Regions from separate parts of the Sus scrofa genome. Here all the other regions are linked to region 3. Evidence: chromatin contacts called from public HiChIP or PLAC-seq and promoter capture Hi-C data. All regions are on one chromosome and are shown on one strand. The core of a region is the stretch at or near the end of the contact, and the rest is flanking DNA. Distances in the headings are between cores, read along the strand shown. Region 1 holds the start of C1H6orf203. Region 2 holds the start of PREP (prolyl endopeptidase). Region 3 holds the start of ATG5 (autophagy protein 5).

Region 1 (2,700 bases), core at 104-2,603, 640 kb before region 3:
CCCTGTGCAATCTGGCCCCTCATCACCTCCTGCCTCTCTTGCTCACACAGCTCCTTCCCAATGATCCTCAAAACAACAGGTACACTTCTGGGGATTCTTTGTTCCAACTTCGAGAGAACACTGTTAGCCCAGCTACCTGTGGATAACTCATCTTCACCTCCATAAAGTCTACTCATTCTAACTCCATTTAACAGGCATCTTGCCCTCCCAATTTCCCCTTACTCTGTTCTACTTTCTCTCACCACAGCACTTACTACCTGCTATCATATTATACACTTTATGGGAGTTTTGTTTTTTGATGTCTCTTCTACTAGAATATAACCTGTTTGCCTGTGTCAATCCCAAGTGCCCAGAACAGTGCTGGGCACGTGGTAAATGCTTCATTAAATACTGTGAAATCAAAGTACACCAGAAGAACCAGTGCACTGGGATGAAGAACAAAGATGGGCCTGGGTTGAAGGGCAAGAGGCTACATCTCCAAGGGGCTTCCAGATCAAAGTGTGGACTTGACCCAGAAAGCATGAGAGTTCTAGAAAGATTTTAAGTAGAGAAGTGATCCCATAGGAGTGCCTTTTAAAAGATTTCTTTGGTGGCAGCGTGAACCTAAAAGGGGATGGATGATCGTGGCAGGAAACCTGAACGAGGTTTCGAGATCTTCAAGACAGATATAAAATCTGTGAAATAAACGAAGGCTGTTTAAAAAAAAAAAAAAAAGTAATGAGTGGAGTGCGAAGGCAACGCTGTCCGTGACCTGCGGGACATGTGGAATCTCTCCACGTTCTTAAGCCTAACTACTCTGTGTGGCGAACCTGATCTAACTGCTTTTAGGTCAACTGCAACTAAAAATCCTGTCTTCTCCTAGAGACCTCGGAGAGTGACGAAATGCTGAGACAAGGTCGGGTTCCCCTTGCTCCCTCCCTACACCCCTCGGGCTGCGCACCTTCCCAGGTCCTCAAGGTCAAGGGAAACAGGACACCAGAGTCCTCGAGCTCACGGTCTGTGTCTGCAGCAAGCAGGTGCTGCCGGGCCCGGGGCAGATCGCCTCTGCCCACCGGGTTCCCACGGACCCTGCAGCCCCCGGAGCGGCCCGACCTGGCCAGGATAGGACGCGAGAGACTCACGCGGAGACCTGACACCGCAGGGAGAGGACAGGAGAACGCCACGCCCGTATTTGCCACGTGCGCGCGGTGAAGCAACAGAAGGGGGCGCGGGCCGGGGGCACTGCACGCCCGGCCGGGGCGCAGTTACCTGCACGTCACCGCCGCTCCTCCCACCCGGTCTCCCACCGAGGCCGAGACCGCCGGCCTCCAGGCCCCTCCCTGGCCTCGCCCCGCCCCTTCCGTCGGCGCCGGCGCAGTGAGAGCGGGCTGGGCGGGGCACTCGGGCGCGGCGTCGGCGGCGCAGCGACCTCTGCTGGAAGACGCGGCCGGGCGGACTGGGCCGGGAGGGCAGCCCCGAGGACAGACACGTCTCTGAGCCGAGCCGGAAGCCTGAGCCTGGTGGTTACACATGGTTGAAGAGAGCTTTATTTTTTTAAATTAGTTGACTTATTTTTCATTTAAGATAGTTGATGTATAACATTATATAAGTTACAGGTGTATAATATAGAGATTTGTAATTTTTAAAGGTGGTACTCCTCAGAGTTATTATAAAATATTTGCTATATTCTCCATATTGAACAATATTATCTTTGTAGCTTATTTTTTGTGCCTCTTAATCCCCTACCCTTAGAATGCCCCGCCCCTTCTCTCTCCCCAAAGGTAGCTACTAGTTTTTTGGCTATAGCTGAGCGTCTGTTTCTTTTTCGTTATATTCACTAGTTGTATTTTTTTAGATTCCACATATAAGTGATAACATCGAGTATTTGTCTTTCTCTGTCCAGCTTCCCGACCAACCCCTCCCCCGCCTCACCAACATTTTTTTGTGGTCTTTTTGCTGATAGCCCTTCTGAGAGGTCTGAGGTGATATCTCACTGTGGTTTTGATTTGCATTTCCCTGATGATTAGCGATGATGAGGATCTTTTCTTGTGCCTGTTTGTATCTTTATTTCCTCTTTTAAAAATTTCTATTCAGTTCTGTCTAATTTTTAATCTGGTTAGTGCTTGGTTTTTGTTTTCGTTTTTGTGTTGTCGAGTTTGGTGAGCTGTTTATGTCAGCTGGATATTAACCCCTTAGCAGTCATCATTTGCAATTTTTTTCTCCCATTTGGTAGGTTGTCTTTTCATTTTGTTGATGGTTTCCTTTGCTGTGAAAAAGCTTTTCAGTTTAATTGGATCCTTTTTGTTTATTTTTGCTTTTAATTTCCTTTGTTTCAGAGAAGGATCCAAAAAATTTTTGCTATGATTTATGTTGAAGAGTGTTCTGCCCATGTTTTCTTCTAGGAATTTTATGGTATCTGGTCTTACATTTAGGGCTTTAATCCATTTTGAGTGTATTTTTGTATGTGGTCTTAGAAAATGTTCTAATTTCATTATTTTACATGTAGTTGTCCAATCTTCCCAGCACCACTCAGTGAAGAGACTTTTTCTCCATTGTATATTCTTGCTTCCTTTGTCATAGATTAGTTGACCATTGGTGCATGGGTTTATTTTTGGCACAAGAGCTTATTTTAATGCTGTGGGCCTTGGATTTTTCTGTGATCACCAACCTCTGTGAACATCTTTGAGTTATAGATATTGTCTCCAGAAAAATGCACACACC
Region 2 (2,700 bases), core at 11-2,510, 880 kb after region 3:
TTTGTTTTTTTTACAAAGTGGGCATCAATAGTGTGAGCTCTCCCAGAACTGAGGATTCTCAAGTTGCTCAAGAAGGGTGGGTCTGGAAACAACTGTGAAACATGATTATCAAACACCCCAACCTGAACAAAAACACTGACCTACCGGTGAGGCACGGAACTGGGATGATAATAAAAAGGACAGAAGACACAAGGTCACAGTAATTACCTCGGCCACCTGGAATTCAGGACCTGAACGACTTTCTTGTCACACCCCTGCCCTCCTCCCAGGACTTTTAAGAAGCCAGGAGTACAAAACACATTGACACACACTCCAACTATGATAACTGGAGCCATAAAGCTTCTTTTCGATGGTCCAGAAAGCAAGACCAGAACTCCTATCACTAGGCCGACGATGAGTAAATCTAACTATTAAAATTTCATAGGTTTGAGGTCAAGCATCTAATACATGATAAAAGATGCTCAATCAACAAACGCAGGAAAGGGATAAAAGAACCAGTAGGATGAACAAAAGACCCAAGATGATTTCCAGTCTTCCCACCTCTGTCCCCTTTCAACTGGCAAACCTCAGATAAGGGCTCAACCGTCGTCCTACCCACGCCTCATCCCACCTCCACGGTGCGGATGCCCAACTACCCAGCGCCCTCCAGGGGTGCTCAGGAGAGGAGAGATGTGTTTCCTTCCTGGTCCTCATGATCCATTATTCCTTCCTTTCCAAGTCCAGAGCCACAGGCGGTGGAAACTAGGTCATCTCAAGCCCTCCGCTTTCAACGCGGGGGCGAGGCCCCTTCTCAGCCCGGGAATAGGAAGATGGGGGGATCGAGTAAGCAAACCCTGCTGTTCCTTCTGCTCAGGGAGGAGGGCGGGCAGCGAGCTTGGCTGCAGCTAAGCGGCAGCGGGGAGACTCGGAGGGGGCGGGGCGGGAGAGGGAGGGGGCGTGGTGGGCTCGCCGGCGTGACCGCACGTGTGGCGGGCGCTGTGGGCCGGGGGCGGCGTGTTGGGCGTGTCCCCGGCCGGCGTGTGGCCGGCGCCGTGACGGGGTGTCTGGTGCGGTGGCTCGGGCGTGGGTGCGACGCGCGCCAGGCGCAGTGGTCCGTGGGCCCGGGCGGCGCGGGCGCGGGCGCGGCCGGCGTTCCTGCAGAGGGAGCTGTGCGCCCGGCCTGGCGCACGCAAGGCGCCGCCCGCTCCCTCTTGCCGCCGCCGCAGCCTCTGGGCCCGCCCGCCGGGGAGGGGCTCCGGGCCTCGCCGACAGCTGCTTCCTGCTTCCCTCACGTCCTCGCCGCCGCGCCGCCGGTCCGGTCGTGCGAGGCCTGACCGAGAGCCGCCCGCTCGCTGCCGCCGCCACCGCCGCCTGCCCGGCCCCAGCGCATATCTCGCCCCACTGCCCGCCCGGCCCACTAGACATCGCTCCGGAGTCCGCGCCCCCCAGGCCACCCCCGCGCGCCCCCAGCCATGCTGTCCTTCCAGTACCCCGACGTGTACCGCGACGAGACCGCCGTGAGTACCCCAGCGGTGCGCGGCCCTCTCCCCACCACTCGCGGCCCCTCGCCCCCTACGCCCTCCCCTCCCCCTCGGCCTTTGTTTGCGAGACCCGGCGGGGGGCGCTGGGCTCCTCCCGAGCCGCGGGGGCCCTGGTGGCCGTCACCCTCCGTCTGCTGGCTGGCTGAGCCCGTGGTCAGCCCGCAGGGCCGCTTCCTGCAATCCGCGGGGTCAAGGGCAGACGCCCAGGTGGGAATGGGCGTCTTAAGGGAGCGGGAAGACAGAACGTGTCACTGCTTTTTAGCAGAGGAGGCTTTTGCTTCAATATGGTAGGGAGACAAAGTGTTTGTGCATGCAGATTATGTACAATCTTAAAACAAAAGCAAACTTTTTCAACTTACGAAATAAAAACACTTAGAGTTGAAGTTCATTCATTCGATTTTAAAACGTGTGTGGAGCGCTTACCCTGTCCCTGGCCAGGTGCTGGGCTGCGGGTGCTGGGAATGCAGGGCCCGGTAGTGCTGATCCAAGTGTTCCTAAACAGGAGCAGGAGTTAGTTGATGGGGGTGAGAGGAGGTCTTAGAAGGGAGAGAGGATGGCTTTTTTCAGGATGAAGTTTTGCCTATTGCGGGGGTTGCCCACCATTTACCTAAGCTGTCCGTGAGCTCAGGGTCACTGTTGAGATCCCCTGGGTGGAATTCTGGGCAAACACTTTTTTTGTGTGTAAAAATTAGTTTGGCATTTTAGGAACTGGAAAAAATTCAAATGTTGTTGGCCTGATTCTCTTAGGAAAAGGTAAATTCCTCGGATTACTTAAAATAGAATCCGAATAAAAAGATTTTTGCATAATATAGTTCTAATTTTTGTTTTTGTTTGTTTTTCTGCTTGCTTTGGCCCGATTTATGCCAGAAAGTCTGTACATTAAAGCGCATCTCATTTGGGGGTAAAGGGTACCGGGGCTTTAGAGTAAAGGACATATTGTTTTCAATTAAGACTTCCAAGTGGCACTGATGCATTCCTGCTTTCTTTGACCTGTGGCCATCTGGTAACCATGTTTTCTCAGTCTGTTCAGCTGCTTGCTTATTAAATTTACTCTATCAGCCCAAGAAGCTCTATCCCTGTGGTTGAAAGAGTTGTGGCCTTTGTGTAGGGGAGTAAAGTGATCCAGCCAGAATGAAAAAGAGGACAAACCAAATAAGAAGACCTGAACGCTAGTTCTGGT
Region 3 (2,700 bases), core at 66-2,565:
CTAATCCTCCCAATTATCAGGAACCTATCATGAGTCTCAACACAGTAGTGTTTACTTGGCATGCATGCATTATGTTGAATGGCATGTGTAATTAAGAGAAAAATGTTAAAGACCTGGTGGGACTTTTGGATAGATCCAATTCAAACACTCTAGAAGTGAGTTTATTAATTGCTTGTTATTTTCACCAACAGGAAGACATGGATACGCACAGTTGTATGGATGGAAGGGCTTTAATATTCAGATAATTTAGTCTTCTGTTAAATGTGGCTATTAACCCTTGCTGTGGCTCTGACAACATGGGAAAGATAAAATGAGAAGATAGATATGAAAATGAAACAGGAAAGAAGTGGACAGGGCACAACCTTTAGAAGAATGATGTAGCCCTTGAAGACACAACAAAAACTGATCAGAACCTACTAGGCCCAAGATGGAGGGACATTTGACTTCCAGTAGACCTTGAACCTCATTATATGCTCACTGTCCTATATCAGCATGCTAAATGACACACCCACAGGCACCTTGACAGTTCTGTGGCAGATCATAAAAGGCCAAAAAAGTGGGCAGTAGCCCATTTTCCAGTAGCCCTGGAAATCCCTGCCCTTTCTCCAAAATAGCTGGAATAACTCTCCCACTTGTTAGCCTATGACATCACCTAGCCCATAAAAACTATCCACTCCACATTTTGGGGCCACTCTCTGGCCTTTTAAGGTGCGCCATATCCTGTCTATGGAATGTGTATCTTCCAGGCTGCTCTTGCCTTCTGAGCGGCCCATACTATCAATAAATCTACTTCTTACCTATCACTTTGCCTCTCCCAGAACTCCTTCTGTGCTTAAACACTGAGCTTGAACTTACCAGTAAGTCCTGAGACCAGGTGTGTGGTTTTAAGTAAAACACAGTGGGTTCAAGTCCCACCCTGAGTCTTGACTGGGTCTGAGTCCCAGCCAGTGGGTTCAAGTCCCATTCTGAGGTGGACGGCTTCAAAAATATTCTGAAAACCAACCTTTTACTACTATCACTCTGTGAAGCCAGGAGAGGGATGCCGCGCTCAAGCTCTAGCGAGACGATGTCTCAGCATTTGTAAAACTCTTTGCTCTTAAGCTCTCTAAACACCAACGGCTATGCCAAACGCACAGGACTCTGGAAACTGCAGAAGCTCTGAACTTGCCAGAGGTTTAGCCTCACATTCACGCTCTCCGCTCAGTCTGCGCATGCTCAAGCGCTGCCCTCCTTGCGGGGTTGGGCCCAACTCAGAGGGCGGAGTGGCGGGCCACGTGGGTTTCGTGACGTCATCTCCGGGCGCCGAGAGTGACTGGACTTGCGGTGGGCTTCCCGGCTGCAGGTTGTCTTGGCTGGATACCGGAGGGCGGAAGTGCCGCAGGGCTTGGCTCCGACCTCCGCGCGGGTGCCTCCTGCGGCTGTGCCGGCCCTCGGGGCTACCAGCTGGGGAGCCTCTGCGGGACAGTGTGTCGGGTGCTCTGCGCCGCCGCCCCGCCAGTGCCCGGGACCCGAGCGTCCTCACTAGTGCGGGAAGCCGGAGGAGAAGCCGGAGGAGAAGCCGGCGCTTCTGGTAGGGTATATGTGTGTCTGTCACCCCAGAGTGAGGAAGTGGGTTGGGGAGGTGCCGGGTAGGTGTGGTAAGAAGGAGGGGCGTGTGGCTGGTGAGAGGAGCGCTCCTCAGGGCGGTGGTGGCGCCTGAAGGTGTTCCTCCGAGGGAGATGGCGTTGGCCAGGCGCCGCCCCCGAGCCCTAGTGCAGGCTGTAGGGTGTAGTCTGTGCGGTCTCTTGGGGAATCGGTCTGCTTCTTACTAATGTAGGAAGCCAGGGTCTCATTGCGGGCTCTAGAGTTTTGTTCAGGACCTGCGTTTTTCGTGGGATAGTAATTTAGATCATAGTTATTTTACAGCCCTTGGATTCTATCCGAAATCGATGGGTATTTCTCCTAATTTATCTTCTCAACGGCACTCATTGTCTCATTTTAATAGTAACATTTAGTCCCAGCAAAGCCATTTTCCGTTGGCAAAACACTTTGACATACTTTAATTATACTTTGGATTAGTTTCAAGTCACACCTGAACTTGAGGAACCTAGGGAAACTGGATTGGTTCTAGATTTTTCTGAGGGGTGGGGAGACACAGCCTGTTTTCAGCAAGAATCAGAACCCAGAGACTATTAAGCAGCATTGAAACTTCCAAGGCCTTCCAGAATTTACTTGATAAATTTCAGAGCCTTTGGGAGTATGGGTACTTGAATCTTAACCGAATTATGTTGTGATTTCCATAAAGGGAGTTATTGGTTGAATTTGAAAGTAAAGATGTTGGGCTGAGAGTAGAAGTTGAGGGAAATTATAGAATTTTACACTGAGTTTAAACGTGTGCTTTAATCCTCGAAGTTATGCTGATTAAAATGGGAAAAGTGAACAGAATGGTACTATATGGATATAAATTTTTAGAATAATGTACACATTTCAGGTGTAGGTTTGCTTTATTAATTTAACAGATATCAAGTGCCCGTTATGTTCCAGGCACTGAATAAAAAGTAAACAAAACAATAGACAGTGAACAAGGCAATAAAAATCCCTGCCATCATGAAGTTCACTTTGAGGGTGTGGGGGAGACATTAATATAAAAATTATTTAAGGGAGGAAATGGGATGGACAGGGAGTTTGGGGTTGGTAGATGCAAACTATTACATTTAGTAT

The links. Promoter capture Hi-C pulls out the DNA fragments that hold promoters and counts their contacts. HiChIP or PLAC-seq counts read pairs in DNA pulled down with a chosen protein or histone mark.
Region 1: a contact with region 3 is called in a promoter capture Hi-C map of liver, with 5 times the contacts expected there. The contact joins the promoter of C1H6orf203 here to the promoter of ATG5 in region 3. A contact is called at or near these places in 1 of 5 promoter capture datasets (liver) and 1 of 2 datasets of contacts at active chromatin or transcription factors (alveolar macrophages).
Region 2: an H3K27ac HiChIP or PLAC-seq map of skeletal muscle shows a contact between it and region 3, with 9 times the contacts expected there. The contact joins the promoter of PREP here to the promoter of ATG5 in region 3. A contact is called at or near these places in 1 of 5 promoter capture datasets (liver) and 2 of 2 datasets of contacts at active chromatin or transcription factors (alveolar macrophages and skeletal muscle).

Annotation. Positions count from the first base shown.
Region 1 is chr1:73,160,983-73,163,682 of Sscrofa11.1, reverse strand. It overlaps C1H6orf203, which reads right to left and starts at 1,353. Exons shown (of 4, transcript XM_021090591.1): 1 at 1,249-1,353.
Region 2 is chr1:71,634,705-71,637,404 of Sscrofa11.1, reverse strand. It overlaps PREP (prolyl endopeptidase), which reads left to right and starts at 1,260. Exons shown (of 15, transcript NM_001004050.1): 1 at 1,260-1,496. The coding sequence starts at 1,452.
Region 3 is chr1:72,518,980-72,521,679 of Sscrofa11.1, reverse strand. ATG5 (autophagy protein 5) reads left to right here and starts at 1,315. Exons shown (of 9, transcript XM_021090470.1): 1 at 1,315-1,570. It overlaps LOC110259431, which reads right to left. Exons shown (of 3, transcript XM_021084599.1): 2 at 856-1,758. The coding sequence ends at 1,106.